Linked DNA regions of Mus musculus: regions 1, 3 and 4 are each linked to region 2. A link is a contact called in public HiChIP or PLAC-seq data. All regions are on one chromosome and are shown on one strand. Each heading gives the region's core, a stretch centred on a gene start, on an enhancer-like site or on the middle of the called end of the contact. The rest is flanking DNA. Distances are from core to core; before and after follow the strand shown.

Region 1 (3,573 bases), core at 885-3,384, 93 kb before region 2:
TCTTAGGAGGAGGTAAAAGTTTGTGCTACCAGCTCCCTGCCTGTGTTTCTCCTGGGGTCACAATTGTCATTTCTCCCTTGAGATCACTAATAGTAGATCAAGTCCAAAAGCTGACTTCCTTTGATGTAAGTTATTACATAAAACTATTAATAAAAATGCACCTTAGAAACACATGCCAGTATGCTAGGAAATCTTATTAACTATTGTTTAAATTATTAAAATAATTATTCTGGGTATATAGCTTCATGGCAGAGTGTTTGCCTAACATACTGCAAAAAATAAATAAATTAATTAATTAATTAAATAAAGCATACAGTTAAATTAAGCTGTAGAGTTAAGTACATGTGTTAAAACATTGTGATTCAAATAGCCATCTGTAATTCAAAGAATGTATTTTATTAAGAACTCTTAGCCTACATTTTCCTGATGTGGGTTTTGGGGTGGTTTGTTTGTTTGTTTTACTATAAATAAAGGGATTTCTTTTTTTGGCTAGTGATCATCATAGTTCTCTTTCCTATGCACATGTGTGTGCCTGTACACCTGTCTTTTTCCTCATTGCTGAGTTGAGGAATTATGACTGCTGCACTCTATAAGGTTAATCATTGCAAAGAGTTGGCTACAGGGTTACGAATCATACCATCTCAGTGTGACAGCTGGTTTGACTTTTCTTCTAAAGAATGTCATTGCAGTGTTGATAACCATTGCCCAGCTGTTCACCTTGTTCTAACCAACAGTTACCATCACAGCAATGAGACCTGTAAACGTAGCCAGGCCGACCATTGTGGTGCAGACCTTTAAGCCTCAGCACTTTCAGAGGCAAAAAGAGGTTCCTCTCTGTCAGTTAGAAGCAAGCCTGGCATACAAGCAAATTTGGGGCCAGCTCCAGTTACACACACAGACAACATGGTCTTTTTTACAGATAGAGGAGATGAAACATAGAAAATGGAACAGTGGAGAGCCTTTTGTAGTTTTTCTTGACACAGAAGCATCTTGCCATAGCACAGGCTAGCTTCAGATTTGCCGGATGGCAAGGCTGCCTTGAATTCCTAAACCTCCTTTCTCATCCTCCTGCCAGCTAGGATTCCTCATATGTATGCCACCACACCTAAGTGGGAAAGCTATTTTGAGTTGCATTTAATGTTAATTTTTAAAAATATGTGTACTAGCTAGATGTGACACATGCCTATAATTACCAGTACTTTAGAAGCTGAGGGTACAGGAGGGTCACAAGTTTGAGACTCAAAAGTGAAACTCTTGACTCAGAAAACAAAACTTAAAAATAAAAATGGTGCATTGATTGTTATGGTGAGGTATTTGTTTCTTTTGGAAAGTGTGATATATGACTTATAAAATATGAAACCTAAGCACGATCATATCTGATTAATGTATAAATAAAATGAAATTTAAATTATTACTCTTAACTTAGATTCCAGCTACATATCTGACAGGGGATAAGACTGACTCAGAAGCTGCAAATATTTACCTCCAATTATCCAAAAAAGACCCAATCATCAAGCTTTTGTATGTTACTCCAGAGAAGGTTCGTATTTATCTCACTCTCTTCAGTGTAATATTGCAACGCACTCAAATACATATATTTGAAGAACTTGGTGATAATTTTTATATACATTAATGAATTCTTGTATAACCTTCACTCCAGACCACAGATGGTAAAGTCTTCTCTGCCTCCTGTGTTGTTTGTTCTTTCTCCAGTTTGTTGTGAAACACTTAATTGACAGTGAGTTGCAGATCTGCCATTTTACCTCTCCTTTACCTCACTCTGCATTTCCTGACTGTATAGCACTCCCTTAGGAACCACTGTAATTTACCCGTCAGGAAATGTACAGTGACACATACTGTTACTTAAGCCATTAACCTTTCAGTAATGACCTTTGTAAAAAAGGGAAAAAAAGAAAACCCCTATTTCATCTCCTATCTAAACAGTTTCATTATTTTGACATTTTGAAGCATAAGGGCCAGTTTTGGGGACTGTGCCTCAATTTGAATTTGCCTTGTTTCCTGCTGATTAAATCCCTATTCCTCACGTTGGCAGGGATGCCACAGATGTGCTGTGTGCTATCAGAAGACAGTTGGCAGTGACTCATCCCATTACCAGTGGTGGTCACTGGCCAATCACTCGATCAAAATAGCATTGCCAGGCTGCTGCTCGCTGGGCTTAACGTTTCCTTCCCCTTCCAGCTGCCTAGTGAGCAGTTGCTCTGTTGTAGGAGGTCTCAGACTGTACAGACACCGTGGCAGACATCAGAGCCTCCCCACAAGCTTTAGCATCGTTGATGATTTGTTTCTTATTATTACTATGATGAGTGCCAGGTTGAGTTTACTGATACAATCCATCCTGGCTTTATGAAAGCCTTGCCTGATGCTGCGTATTTATCAGTGTGAACTTGTGGGTTCTTTATTAGTTTAGTAAATTATAATCATTTTCACTATGTATTTTGATGTTCTAATTGCCTATGTTCAACCAGTGAGGACGCTTCATCAACCTGACTTCTGTGTCTTATGTCCCTGTTAAGATATGCTTGTTATTGGCACATAGCTATCTATATGTGTAATACATAGAGTTCTTCCCCAATAGTATGCACATACCAAACACACATCTAAACTCCCGTTATCAGGCTGGCGGTTGCTCATGGGGAATGTGCCTAAGGACCTAGAACCAACCACCTTAACTCTGAATTCACGCATATACATCATTGTGTGCACAGACCCACCCTACACATGCACAAACACAAAATGAATACATGTAAAAAAATGTAAGTCCTGTAACCAGAGTAAACATGTGGTAACTCTCAGAGCTACTAGCCTGATAAGTAAAGCTGTTGGATGTGGATGAGGGCATTGAAGTGTCTGGATTGCCCTTTGCTTTTCTGCTCTCTTCACAGACTGAGGACAGAATCACTCGTGTGTGAGTAGTTCTAACAGGGAGTGACGATATTCATTCAGATGTGTTTACATCTCTCGTGTATCTCTATTCTAGGTCTGTGCAAGTAACAGGCTGATTTCTACTCTGGAGAATCTGTATGAGCGGAAGCTCTTGGCACGTTTTGTCATTGATGAAGCGCATTGTGTGAGTCAGGTAAGTTTCTCTTGGGATATCAGTGTGTTTATACCACCAGTAGTGCTCAGAGCCACAGCACTGAAGAACAACCCACAGTGGCTGACTGATCGCTCTGCTGCTTCACTGGAGAATAAAGTGCATCTTATATATCGACCCGAGAGATACAAATAACCTGAAAGCAACATTTTTTTTCCAATTAGTGGGGTCATGATTTTCGTCAAGATTACAAAAGGATGAATATGCTTCGCCAGAAGTTTCCTTCTGTTCCAGTGATGGCCCTCACGGCCACAGCGAACCCCAGGGTCCAGAAGGACATCCTCACTCAGCTGAAGATCCTCAGACCTCAGGTGTAAGTCGGTGAAGGTTGTGGGTTCCATTTTCTGATTCTGTACATTAGCATCACCTGTAGGGCTTTATCAAGCCAAGTGTCCAGATGTGCCCAAGGACAGCTAAATCAGAATATTTGAAATTGGAAGAATTTTTTTTTTTTTATT
Region 2 (3,673 bases), core at 909-3,408:
GGATTTTAGCACTAAAGCTCTCTGTGGTTACTTATGGATCAGCTCCAAATCTAAGGATAAAGAGAGCTCTGGCTGGCCCTTCCTCCCCCCAGCCCCCTGTCCAGATGGCCCCCTCTTCTCCCATCTTAGGACTCTGTAAAATTGGTAAGTGTCACCTTAGAAGACTCACGTCAGGAACTGAGTGTTAGAGGCAGCTGAGCTTCCTGGACCCTTAGGCTTCAGGTCAATGGTAAGAATGATAAAGAGTACAGTACCTGCCTATGGGACTTGTTGCAGAAAGATAACAGAATCTCCCTCTGACGAGAAAGACTTTCAGATAATTGTCAGCAGAGTTATTGCAAATGCAATCTATGTGACCATCCAGATTCGAGAGAGGCAAAGTGTAGGCAACCGCTCACCCCCATAGTGCCTCCACACAGGCCTCTCCCTCAAGGAGGCAGGGCTGACTGCTTCCCACTCAAGGCAAGGCGGCAGAAAGGCTGGCAGGAGAAGATAGTTGTGCCTGGGTTGCAGCCTTCAGGGGTCTGGCTAGTTCTTCCCTCCAAAGGCCCACGGAGACTCCTCTGGGCCAGCCTCCAAGGAAGGGGGAAACCACGAGGCTTTCATTCTGAGGTAAACTTTCAGGTCACAGGACAATTGGGAGGAGCACTAGGGGACTCCCTTGCTAGATAGGGCCAACCCTGTCCCTATTTCCCCTAAATGGGTGATGTTGCTCATAGCCTAAGGAAAATCTCTGACTCACTTCCTGCCTCAGTCTCACCACAAGAGTATTGTTCTCCCAAATGTGCATGTGGTGGTGCTGGTGGGGGCTACCCCACAGTGGTCCCCACAGGTCTTAGCTCCTTCTAAGGGAAAGCCCCCAATCTGGGAGGAACCAGACTTTTAGAGACCCCATGTCTGCAGTGTTTTAACGGATGCTCAAATAACAGATTCAGTTAACTTCATACACATCTCCATTTTCAGAGGGATAAATCGGGGCTCTGAGAATTTAAGGTTCGAAATAATGCAAAATAGTACCGCAAGGATTTGAGCCCAACTTTCCTGGACGACTTTCCACACAAATGATACGTGTGTATGTGTGTATGTGTACTACTTTGAGGGTTTTGAGGCAAAGTCTCATGTGGCCAGGTTATCTCACAGAGAGCAAGAAGGGATGTGCAGAGGCCGCTGGCGACCTTGGAACAACCCAGCCTGGGAAGATCTTGGCCCGGTTCCCCTCTTCTTTCTCAGCTCGAGCAGAATGTCAACCTTCCGCCAAGTAGCACAGCCGTTTTCTAGGGCAGGAACCCAGGGAGGGAAGGGCTCTGGCTGGTATACTGTAAGTAGCTTGGAGTGAAACGCTGCCAAGTCTGAGGCCTGCTAAGTTGTGTAGCTTAAGGAAAATTATTTAAACTTTGTGTGCCTCAGTTTCCTTATCTGTAAAGTGGGATTAATAATGTCATCCTGAGCGGATTATGTGGATTAAGGAATGTACATAAGGAGAAGATAGGGTGAACTGATTGGCCCAGTGCCTAGCTCTCCGTTGTTGCAGGGGGAAAAAAAAGTATTGGGAAAAAAAAAAAACCATAAAAGGAGGTGGGCTATTTCTGTTTATCCACCTGTCTCTACAAAAGCAAATAAAACTGTGACTCCTCTAACTGGAGGCACGAGGGCTGCCCTGCCGCTGTGAGATCCGACCTGAGAGTGGAGTTGCCCCAGGTCCGCCATCCCAGGGCGCTTCCCTTGACTATCCCCAAACTCAAAACTCGGGACCCAGGAACCTCGGGCAAGGCAGGGCCAGCTTGGACTCTCCCCAAACCCCCCGACCCTCGGCCCTTCCCTCGCCATCTCGCCCGCGGGCTCCCAGTCCGGGTCTCCGAAACCATCTGCCCGGGAGTTTGCGGGGCCAAGAGCCTAACGCGGTGCGGACCGAGGGGCCTGGGGTGGCGCGCAGGGACCACGCTCCCTACCCGCCCCGCTGGCAGCCGCAGACAGGGCGCCCCGAGAACGCAGGGCCCGCCGCGTGGAGCTCTCTGAACACCGGCCGGGCCCGGCCGGGCCCGGCCTGACCCGACCCGGGCGGCGAACGGGCCGGGCCGGCTGCGGCCGCCGAGCGCGGAGGTGGCGCCGCGAGGGGGAGGGGCGCGGCGCGGAGGAGGAGGAGCCCGGGCCGCCGCCGCCGCCGCCGCCGCTGTGACAGCGGCCCGAGTAAACAAGCCGCGCCGCCGCGGCCGGGCCGCTGCCCCCCGCCCGCGCCCGAGCCCAGGCCGAGCCTTGCCCTGGTCGCCGGCCGGGCCGAGGCCGCGCCGCCGCGCCTCCCCGCCTGCGCGCCGTGACGCCGCTGCCGGGCGCGGGGACCGCCGGAGCCAGGCCCCCGCCGCCGGGCTCCGTGCTCGGCCGAGGGGTACCCGAGCGGCCGCGGCGCTCGTCCGGAAAAGTTTCCCCGCCCGGGCTCCCCAGGGTAAGCGGCGAGGGCGCGCGGCCCGGGGCCGGGGAGGCGGCGCGCTGGGGAACCGGGCCCGGAGCGGGCGGGGGAGCGCGGAGCCGGGCGGCGCAGCCCCGGGCCTCGCCGGCCGCCGGGCTCTGGTCGCGGATTCTCGGCCGCCGCGGCGGGAGGACGGGAGCCGCGCAGCCCACCTGAGCGCCGGGCTTGGGCCCGCGCCGGTACTTTTCCGCTGGGGCCGGGGCGAGCCCTATGACCTCAGGAAGCGCCGGCGGGGCCCCTGCTGGGGCGGGCTAGGCAGAGCATTCCTCGGACTCTGGGTGCTCCCGCCTGCCCGCGGTCCTCCGTGGCCCCGGCGGCCGGGGCCTGCGCCTGGTGGGGCGCGCTCCCGGGAGGGCACGGGGTCCTCGGCCGCCTGGCACACCTGTACGGCCGGAGCGGTCGGGGGCGGATTTCGCGTGCGCGCACAGGCCGGCTTGGGGGAGGCTCGCTCCGGGCTGCCTCCTGCCGAGGCCTGGCCGAGGCCCCTGCTGCCCCCATCCATCGGGTGGCTAGCCGAGGGGCGGCCTGCTTGCCATACAGGTCTGACAGCAGACACTAGTCTGCTCGGTGCCGCCGTTCCCACCGCCCCAGGGCTTTGCGCCTAGGGGAAGTGGACTTTCATCTCTCTGAAGCACTGGGATTCTCTCTGACTTGGGAAGTGCCAAGACGACGCAGGTGATGTGGCCCAGTGAGGGCATGTGGCTGCTGGCCAGGTGTGGACATAGAAAAGGAGGGTGGGCGAGCAGATTAGGTGTGTGTTTCCTGTTTTGGGCTTCTATCTAAAATTTGTATTTTTTTAAAAAGAGGATCCTATGGCTTAAAAAAAGTTTGAAAGCCTCTGTCCTAATAGTTTTTAACCACCAAGGAAACTGAGGCCCAGAGAGTGGAAATGACTTGTGTAAGTAGTTGAGCAGGGACTAGGAGTTAAAATTTCCTGGGAGGTGCCTGTAACAGGACCTGCCTTGGGGTCTCTGCTGGAAAGAGAGACCTGATTGGGTTTCCCAGCAGTCTTTGGTGGCTTGCTCTGTGGCTGCCTCAGCTGGGTCTCCAGGTCCTAGAAACAGCAGCCACACCTGGGGGTAAGTGCCCGTCTTATGCCTGGAATGGTTGTGGTTATCTCTGTCTGTAGGTTCTAGGGAGAGACAGAAAGGCTTTGCCTAAGAAAAGAGCTAGGACAGTACTATAGCCTATTCTCTAGTCAGGCCCAGC
Region 3 (3,299 bases), core at 478-2,977, 110 kb before region 2:
TTCATGAGTCTGAGGTCAGCCAAGGTTATATAGTGAGACCTTGTGTATTAGTCAGGATTTATGTGTATATATGTATATATGTCTCTCTGTGTGTGTGTGTGTGTGTGTGTGTGTGTGTGTGTGTGTGTGTGTGTGTGTGTATGGATTTATTAGAATGACTTACTGACTGTGGTCCAGCTAATCCAACAATGGCTCTCTAACCAACAGAAGCTCCAGGAAACCCAGTAGTTCTCAGTCCATAAGGCTGGCTATCTCAGTTGATCTTTTTAGTGCACACTGAAATCCTGAAGACATACACTCTAATGCCAGTAAAGGAACTGACTAGCCAGTGAGAGCAAGTAAGGAAAGAATAAGCTTCCCTTTTCATGTCCTTTATATAGGCTGCCAGCAGAAGGGTTAGCTCAGATTCAAGGTGTATTTTCCAACCTCAAAGATCCAGATTAAAAGTAGCTTTTCCCATTTCAAATTACTTAATAAAAGAATCTCTTACAGGTGTGCCCAGCCATTTGAGTTTCAGTGAATTCCAGATGTAGCCATCACAAGTCCATCCCTTACCCACTTGACATAATTATATCTCCTTGTGTCCTGCTTAATTTCCAAATGAAAACAACAACCAGATCATAATTACACCTAACACGATATAATGATCCTACACACAATCACAAAATTCATTATATATTTAACCAAGTTATAATTACACCTAAAATGATAAAACTACTTCACATACAACCACAAACACTTCTTACTCATTCTTCTATTGCCATGAAGAGACACCAGGGAGGCTTGCTTACAGTCTCAGAGGCTTAGTCCACTATCATTATAGTAGGGAGCATAGCAGCGCACAGGCAGACATGGTCCTGGAGAAGGAGCCAAGAGCTCTACATTGGATCCTCAGGCAGCAGGAACCTGTATCCTCTAACAAGGCCTCACCCCCTAATCCTTCTAATTCTATCAGAGTCCCCTCCCTGGTGATATATATGAGCCTGTGGGAGCCATTCTTAGTTAAACCTCGTATCAGGAGAAAACAGGGGCCCATAAAGTGGTTGAGTAGAAGGGCTTCCTCTACAAGCCAAGGACCAGGAAAGATGGACACAGAGTTGCCCTATGACCTCCATATCTGTGAGTGACAGGTGTACTACTCCCCAGTGCACACACGCACATGCACACTAATAGTAAATTTTGTTTTAAATCCAAGTTGAGTGGGAAAGAGGATTTATAATTCATCTGAAATAACTTTTTAAAAACTCTTTATAGATCACAGCTGTCTGTCTTTAGCTCAGTGGTTTCAAGGTGGCTTGAGCTGCGCTTTATCTGGGTGAAAGTGAACCAGTGCAGCAAGTGTTACACAGGGATATAAATGTGTGTGGCAGACTGCCGTGGACTGGGGGCGACTGGAGCATGGCTCTGGCTGGTCAGCCTTTGCACTCGCCTGTGGGAGGCCTGTCTTTACTGGACCTTTAGTTTTGCACAGAGAATTCACGTCCTGGCTGTCCCCCGGGTTCCTAGTTTGCTTTGATCATTACTCCCTCTCATTCCCTATGTGCCCTCCAAGCCTAGGCCAGGCTGTGCTGATTTTAGCATCTGTTGAAGAAAAGAGGAAAACAGGCCATTTTGCTATTCAAGTAAATCTCTAGTTAAAAAATGTGTGTTTTAAATGCCACCAGATGTAAATGTTAAAGCAATCTGTTGACAGGAGGAGGAGGAGGAAGGGGGGCAGCAAAAGTGTGTTACTCTGGGCACATCTGGAATGATGTGGCGGTTTAAGTCTTTTACCTCCTCAGTAAATATGCTGAATGATACTAAATGCCTAACTCCATTAATGGTTGCCCTCTTCCTTTTTAGGATCATGGCTGCTGTTCCTCTGAACAATCTACAAGAACAACTACAGCGACACTCAGCCAGAAAACTTAATAATCAACCCAGCCTTTCAAAACCAAAATCTTTGTAAGTATGTTCATTCTCATGTAGAAGACAGCTCAGGTGTCATACAATGGAGCTCTCGCCTTTCACCTCTGTGGAGTCTGGGATAGGGTCCCATGCATAGCCCCTGCTGACTTTGATCTCACTCCAGTCCACACTTGCCTCACACTTGCCACAGTCCTCCCTCAGCCGTGTCTGTGCTCAGATCACCACCACACCAGGCTTCCTCCAGCTCTCTCATTTCACAGAGGAAATGAGGAGCCCAGTGGTTTTCCCCGTTGCAAGTTAATAGTAGAGCCTGTGCTAGCAGAGCTGAGTGTGATTGTTCTAGCTTTACACAGGTCCTGGCACGTACTTGTTCAGTAAAGTTGGATGGACAAGTAATGGATTTTCTTGTCAATTTGGACAGATATTATGCTTTAGTGTAACCTCATATTCTCTGTAAAACTGTATAGTTAAATGACCACTCTCTAGTTCTGTGTCTCCTGCAAGCTAAGCCCCAAGTTGCTAAGATATCTAATAATACACTGTACTTAGGTTGTGCCCTCACCAGATAGCAAGCACTGCTCCATGCCTGCAGATTTAAAGTTACTTCAACTTCAGTCACTAATGTCAGCAGACAGCCTCTGCCTCATGTGTCCTTCAGATCTTAGCAGCTTTTCTAAAACTCCTTTCTCCCTTAAACATTTTTTTTGTCACAGTAGAAAATTCCACTCTGAGTCTGTCTGTCTGTCTCTCAACACATCCTGTCTTTTGCTTCTGAAGGGACTATTAAGGACCTCCAGCCTGAGAAATAAAGTGTAGGAGTGGCCTGGGAACTCTCAGTGCCCAGTAACTAGCCTCTGAATGGAAAGGATTAGAGCGACCAAATGTTTTTAAGTACCTGGTGAATTTTCAAAACCACAGAGTGACAGATTCTATGCTCAATACAATTAACGTGACTTGCACTTGAAATGTTTTATAGGAGAATGAATTTGTTAAAATGGAAATGAGTCCATCAGGGCCTGGGATTATAAGTTATGATAGAATGCTTGCTTAGCATAAATGAGGCCCTGGGTTCAGTCCTCAGCATCAGAAACAAATGAATTCACTAACTGAGTTTTTCCATTATTTTTCAGAGGTTTTACTTTTAAAAAGAAAACATCAGAGGGTGATGTGTCTGTCACTAGTGTGTCCGTAGTAAAAACACCTGCGTTAAGTGATAAAGATGTGAACGTGTCTGAGGCCTTTTCATTCACTGAGTCTCCACTCCACAAACCAAAGCAGCAGGCAAAGATTGAAGGCTTCTTTAAACATTTCCCTGGAAGGCAGCAAAGCAAGGGGACCTGCTCTGAGCCGTCACTGCCGGCCACGGTACAGACTGCTCAGGACACTTTGTG
Region 4 (3,465 bases), core at 145-2,644, 71 kb before region 2:
GATGGGGGAAATCTGCATGTGAATGCAGGTGCCCTCAGTCTGAAGACATGTTGGATTTTCCCCCAGGACTAGAGTTACAGGCAGTTGTAGAGCTGCTTACAAAGCCCAGCTCATTTTGTTTTTAATCTTACATATGTGTTTTCGGGTACCCACAGAAGCAGGAAGAGGTCATTGCGTCACCTGGAGTTTATAGGCAATTGTGAGCTGCTCACCTTGGTTCTGGAAACTTTGCTTGGGTTCTCTACAAGAGCAGTTTACCCTCTTAACAACTGCTCCATCTCTTCAGGCCTTAAAATAGATACTCTTGAAACAAATTTGTCAAGCTCCTAAAGATTGACTGTTGCCTAGCTCCCACCGAATGATTCTAATTCATATGGACCGAGAAGAACAGTCCTTGGCCTTTCTGTTTGTTCTGTTTTGTTCTTTTTTTTTTTTTTTAGATTTATTTATTTATTTATTTATTTATTTAATGTAAGTACACTGTAGCTGTCTTCAGATACTCCAGAAGAGGGCATCAGATTTCATTACGGATGGTTGTGAGCCACCATGTGGTTGCTGGGATTTGAACTCGGGACCTTCGGAAGAGCAGTCGGCGCTCTTAACCACTGAGCCATCTCACCAGCCCCTCTGTTTTGTTCTTATGGTTTTTGTCATTTTGTTTTCTTTCTGTATAAGCAACTCAGGCTTATCTACAGTTAAAATTGCATAAGTTTTTACTTTGAAATCAGTGGTTGAATAACATGAGTTAGCATACGATCACTCGGTTGCATCTTGAAGATTGATGGTAAATACTAGAGCAGATAATATCGTTGTTTCTGAGCCTGGGAAGAACCAGCAGCAATTACCTTAGGGCTAGAGACCACCCTGGAGCCCAGGCTATTGCTTACGCACCTTAACATGAATGCCATGGCTCTGTAAACAACCCCACCACACATGCCTGTCAGGGACAATCAGCACAGAAAGGTCTGCTTGCAGTTGATGCAGAATCCTTCTGATGGCGATACCAAGTCCACAGGAAGATCCTGCCACCCTGAGCAGGATCCTCTACCTCCTTGGATCTGAATAGAATCATAGGTTACCAATATGAAAATCTCACCTTGGTCATGCTAAGTACTGTTGTACACAGTTCTTTTAAATTGTTAGTTAATGCATTATGAGTCTAATAGGCTTCTATTTTCATATCAGGTTATCTGTGCGACAATTGCGTTTGGAATGGGAATTGACAAACCTGACGTGCGATTTGTGATTCATGCATCTCTTCCTAAATCTATGGAGGGTTATTATCAAGAATCCGGCCGAGCTGGAAGAGATGGGGAAATATCTCACTGCGTGCTTTTCTATACATATCATGATGTGACCAGACTGAAGAGACTTATAATGAGTAAGCCACATACCACATCCTGTCTGTCATGGTCCATCTCATGAGTACAGTCTGCCCCTGCTGTTGTAGTACTTGGGTCCTATTCTCATTAGTCATAGAAAAATGAAGGCATTTAATATATATTGTAAAGTTTATTTAGGTTTATTATAAAGATATACATTCTTGTTTAGTGAAGTCATGTGATGCTGACATGTACAAAGTGTGTTCCAGACTAGGCAGGCTAACCCTCCAGATCGTGGGTTCCTCTATACCCTTCCAGACCCAGTCTTACGCACCCTTACATATTACACCCCTTCCAGGGAAATAATGAACTCTTGAAGAACTATAAGAACCATCCAGGTTAGTGGAGAGTTGGGGAGAGCCAGGAATAGAGGTGTATGACTGAGTCTCCCTTGCTTGAACCTAGGAATTGAACTGAATGAGGCTGGCCCAGGCAACAAAATGAAACCCTGTCTCAGAAAAAATGAGAGGATAGTGAGAACCAGTCTTAGAGGAAGGAGGAAAGGAAAAAGGACAGGACGGGCAATAAAGCCAAATTCCCCTGTGAATCCATCTTCTACTTTACCCTTTTCCATTAGAGGCAGGCAGCACCTTGTGTTCAGTGTTCGCCTTTCCCAAGTGCAAGTGTCTTAGAATGTAAATGGGTGGTCTGTGAGATGTCTCAGTGGTTAGATGCTTGTCACCAAGCCTGATAACCTGAGCTCAGTACCCCCAAGAGATGTTTTCTGTCCACACATATATGAGCTAGCATATGTACATACATGCATATATTGGTGTGCATTTGTGCACATAAGTAAAATGTAAATGTAATTATGTTATAGAATCCTAAGCTTTTTACTGACTTCACGGTCATCACCGTGTGTCATCACAGCCTTGTACAGATGCCTTTCAGCGTGGGTATACTTAAATATGTCACCTTAATGTCAACTGGCTTAGGAGGCTGATTTTATCATGTGTGCTCTCTTCTTTTTTTTTTTTTTTTTTTTTTTTTTGGTTTTTCGAGACAGGGTTTCTCTTTATAGCCCTGGCTGTCCTGGAACTCACTTTGTAGACCAGGCTGGCCTCGAACTCAGAAATCCGCCTGCCTCTACCTCCCGAGTGCTGGGATTAAAGGCGTGCGCCACCACGCCCGGTGTGTGTGCTCCCTTAAATATGTTTTATAATCCTATGTTTTTGAGACTCTGGTCTCCTTTATGCTGGCACAGGTACTGATCATGGGAAATGGCACTAGCCACAGTAACTCCTGTGAAAAAGTGAGCTACAAAGAGATTTTGTAACTTGCCCTAGGGAACGTGAAGGACCATTTATGGGAGGAACGGCCTGATGCACTGGCATCATTGGTGCAGTGTGGGTCATCCTCACTTCCCATGTTAGGGCAGTTTTTTCAGTTGGGTTGGTTGTTTTGTTTTTGTTTTTTAAAACAAGGTTGCTAGTTTCTTATTGTTGTTTGTTGGGCTTTTTGTTTGTTTAGTTGGTTTTCTTTTGAGATACAGTCTCACTTGGTATAGCCCAGGTTGGCCTTGAACTTGTGATCCCCTGCCTCAGTCTTAAGTGCTGGTACTGCAGCAGTGAACCACCAAGCCACCTCTTGCTGTCTTAAATGCTTTACTACCTGTCAGCTCATTTTATCTTTACCACAGTTCTAAACGATGAGACAATTGCTTACCTTATTGTCAAGGAGAGGATGAGCTGGAGAAGTGGTGAGGCGCAGGTCCCTAATCTCCAAGTTCATCTAACTGTAAAGCCTGAGTGTGATCTTTACTGCACCAAGGATACTCAGCACAAAGCAATGAGTTGTTCATATGTGGATGGCTGGTTTGTATTCTTAAACAGAACCTGGACAAGCAGCCTTCCATGTATGGTGCCTTGATTGATTTCAGCTTTATGATAGCTTAATTTGTTCAATTAAGCCATACTTTAAATTTTAAATTTGGTAGGGGGAGGCTTGGGAGGAAGGCTCTAATTTTTTTTTTTAACATTTATTTATTTATTTATTTATTTATTTATTTAATGTACTTGAGTGCCCTGTTGCTTACTTCAGACACACCAGAAGAGGGCGTCAGATCCCATTACAGATGGTTGTG

What was found. HiChIP or PLAC-seq counts read pairs in DNA pulled down with a chosen protein or histone mark.
Region 1: an H3K27ac HiChIP or PLAC-seq map of the HPC-7 cell line shows a contact between it and region 2, with 10 times the contacts expected there. The contact joins the enhancer-like site here to the promoter of Furin in region 2. A contact is called at or near these places in 6 of 39 promoter capture datasets (the C10 cell line, the HPC-7 cell line, Sertoli cells and 3 more), 1 of 15 datasets of contacts at CTCF or cohesin (CD8 T cells), 13 of 484 Hi-C or Micro-C datasets (the C2C12 cell line, CD4 T cells, the HL-1 cell line and 9 more), 10 of 115 datasets of contacts at active chromatin or transcription factors (CD8 T cells, the HPC-7 cell line, bone marrow-derived macrophages and 6 more) and 4 of 9 other capture datasets (adipose tissue, liver, macrophages and 1 more).
Region 3: a contact with region 2 is called in an H3K27ac HiChIP or PLAC-seq map of the HPC-7 cell line, with 7 times the contacts expected there. The contact joins the enhancer-like site here to the promoter of Furin in region 2. A contact is called at or near these places in 6 of 39 promoter capture datasets (the C10 cell line, the HPC-7 cell line, hippocampal neurons and 3 more), 1 of 15 datasets of contacts at CTCF or cohesin (the NIH/3T3 cell line), 7 of 484 Hi-C or Micro-C datasets (the HL-1 cell line, bone marrow-derived macrophages, embryonic fibroblasts and 4 more), 11 of 115 datasets of contacts at active chromatin or transcription factors (CD8 T cells, the HPC-7 cell line, SST interneurons and 6 more) and 4 of 9 other capture datasets (adipose tissue, embryonic stem cells, liver and 1 more).
Region 4: a contact with region 2 is called in an H3K4me3 HiChIP or PLAC-seq map of bone marrow-derived macrophages, with 4 times the contacts expected there. The contact joins the enhancer-like site here to the promoter of Furin in region 2. A contact is called at or near these places in 14 of 39 promoter capture datasets (the 3T3-L1 cell line, the C10 cell line, the HPC-7 cell line and 11 more), 2 of 15 datasets of contacts at CTCF or cohesin (CD8 T cells and the NIH/3T3 cell line), 35 of 484 Hi-C or Micro-C datasets (the AML12 cell line, the C2C12 cell line, the C3H10T1/2 cell line and 24 more), 17 of 115 datasets of contacts at active chromatin or transcription factors (CD8 T cells, the HPC-7 cell line, SST interneurons and 12 more) and 4 of 9 other capture datasets (adipose tissue, embryonic stem cells, liver and 1 more).

What each region holds. Positions count from the first base shown.
Region 1 is chr7:80,493,957-80,497,529 of GRCm38.p6, reverse strand. Blm (Bloom syndrome, RecQ like helicase) reads left to right here. Exons shown (of 22, transcript NM_001042527.2): 9 at 7-125; 10 at 1,427-1,540; 11 at 2,999-3,097; 12 at 3,280-3,428. Among named protein-coding and RNA genes, the nearest start is that of Blm, 39 kb to the left of the region's middle. Within about 2 kb of position 2,134, at least 38 of the 459 cell types and tissues checked have an H3K27ac peak or open chromatin away from gene starts, as enhancers often do. A contact at or near this core is called in the HPC-7 cell line, bone marrow-derived macrophages, granulocyte-monocyte progenitors and 3 more, where this site is marked.
Region 2 is chr7:80,401,297-80,404,969 of GRCm38.p6, reverse strand. Furin (furin (paired basic amino acid cleaving enzyme)) reads left to right here and starts at 2,158. Exons shown (of 16, transcript NM_011046.3): 1 at 2,158-2,440. It overlaps Gm44851 (predicted gene 44851), which reads right to left and starts at 530. Exons shown (of 1, transcript NR_169037.1): 1 at 1-530.
Region 3 is chr7:80,513,234-80,516,532 of GRCm38.p6, reverse strand. It overlaps Blm (Bloom syndrome, RecQ like helicase), which reads left to right. Exons shown (of 22, transcript NM_001042527.2): 2 at 1,843-1,944; 3 at 3,039-3,299. The coding sequence starts at 1,847. Among named protein-coding and RNA genes, the nearest start is that of Blm, 20 kb to the left of the region's middle. Within about 2 kb of position 1,727, at least 12 of the 459 cell types and tissues checked have an H3K27ac peak or open chromatin away from gene starts, as enhancers often do. A contact at or near this core is called in the HPC-7 cell line, where this site is marked.
Region 4 is chr7:80,471,945-80,475,409 of GRCm38.p6, reverse strand. It overlaps Blm (Bloom syndrome, RecQ like helicase), which reads left to right. Exons shown (of 22, transcript NM_001042527.2): 15 at 1,186-1,381. Among named protein-coding and RNA genes, the nearest start is that of Blm, 61 kb to the left of the region's middle. Within about 2 kb of position 1,394, at least 19 of the 459 cell types and tissues checked have an H3K27ac peak or open chromatin away from gene starts, as enhancers often do. A contact at or near this core is called in CD8 T cells, the G1E-ER4 cell line, bone marrow-derived macrophages and 1 more, where this site is marked.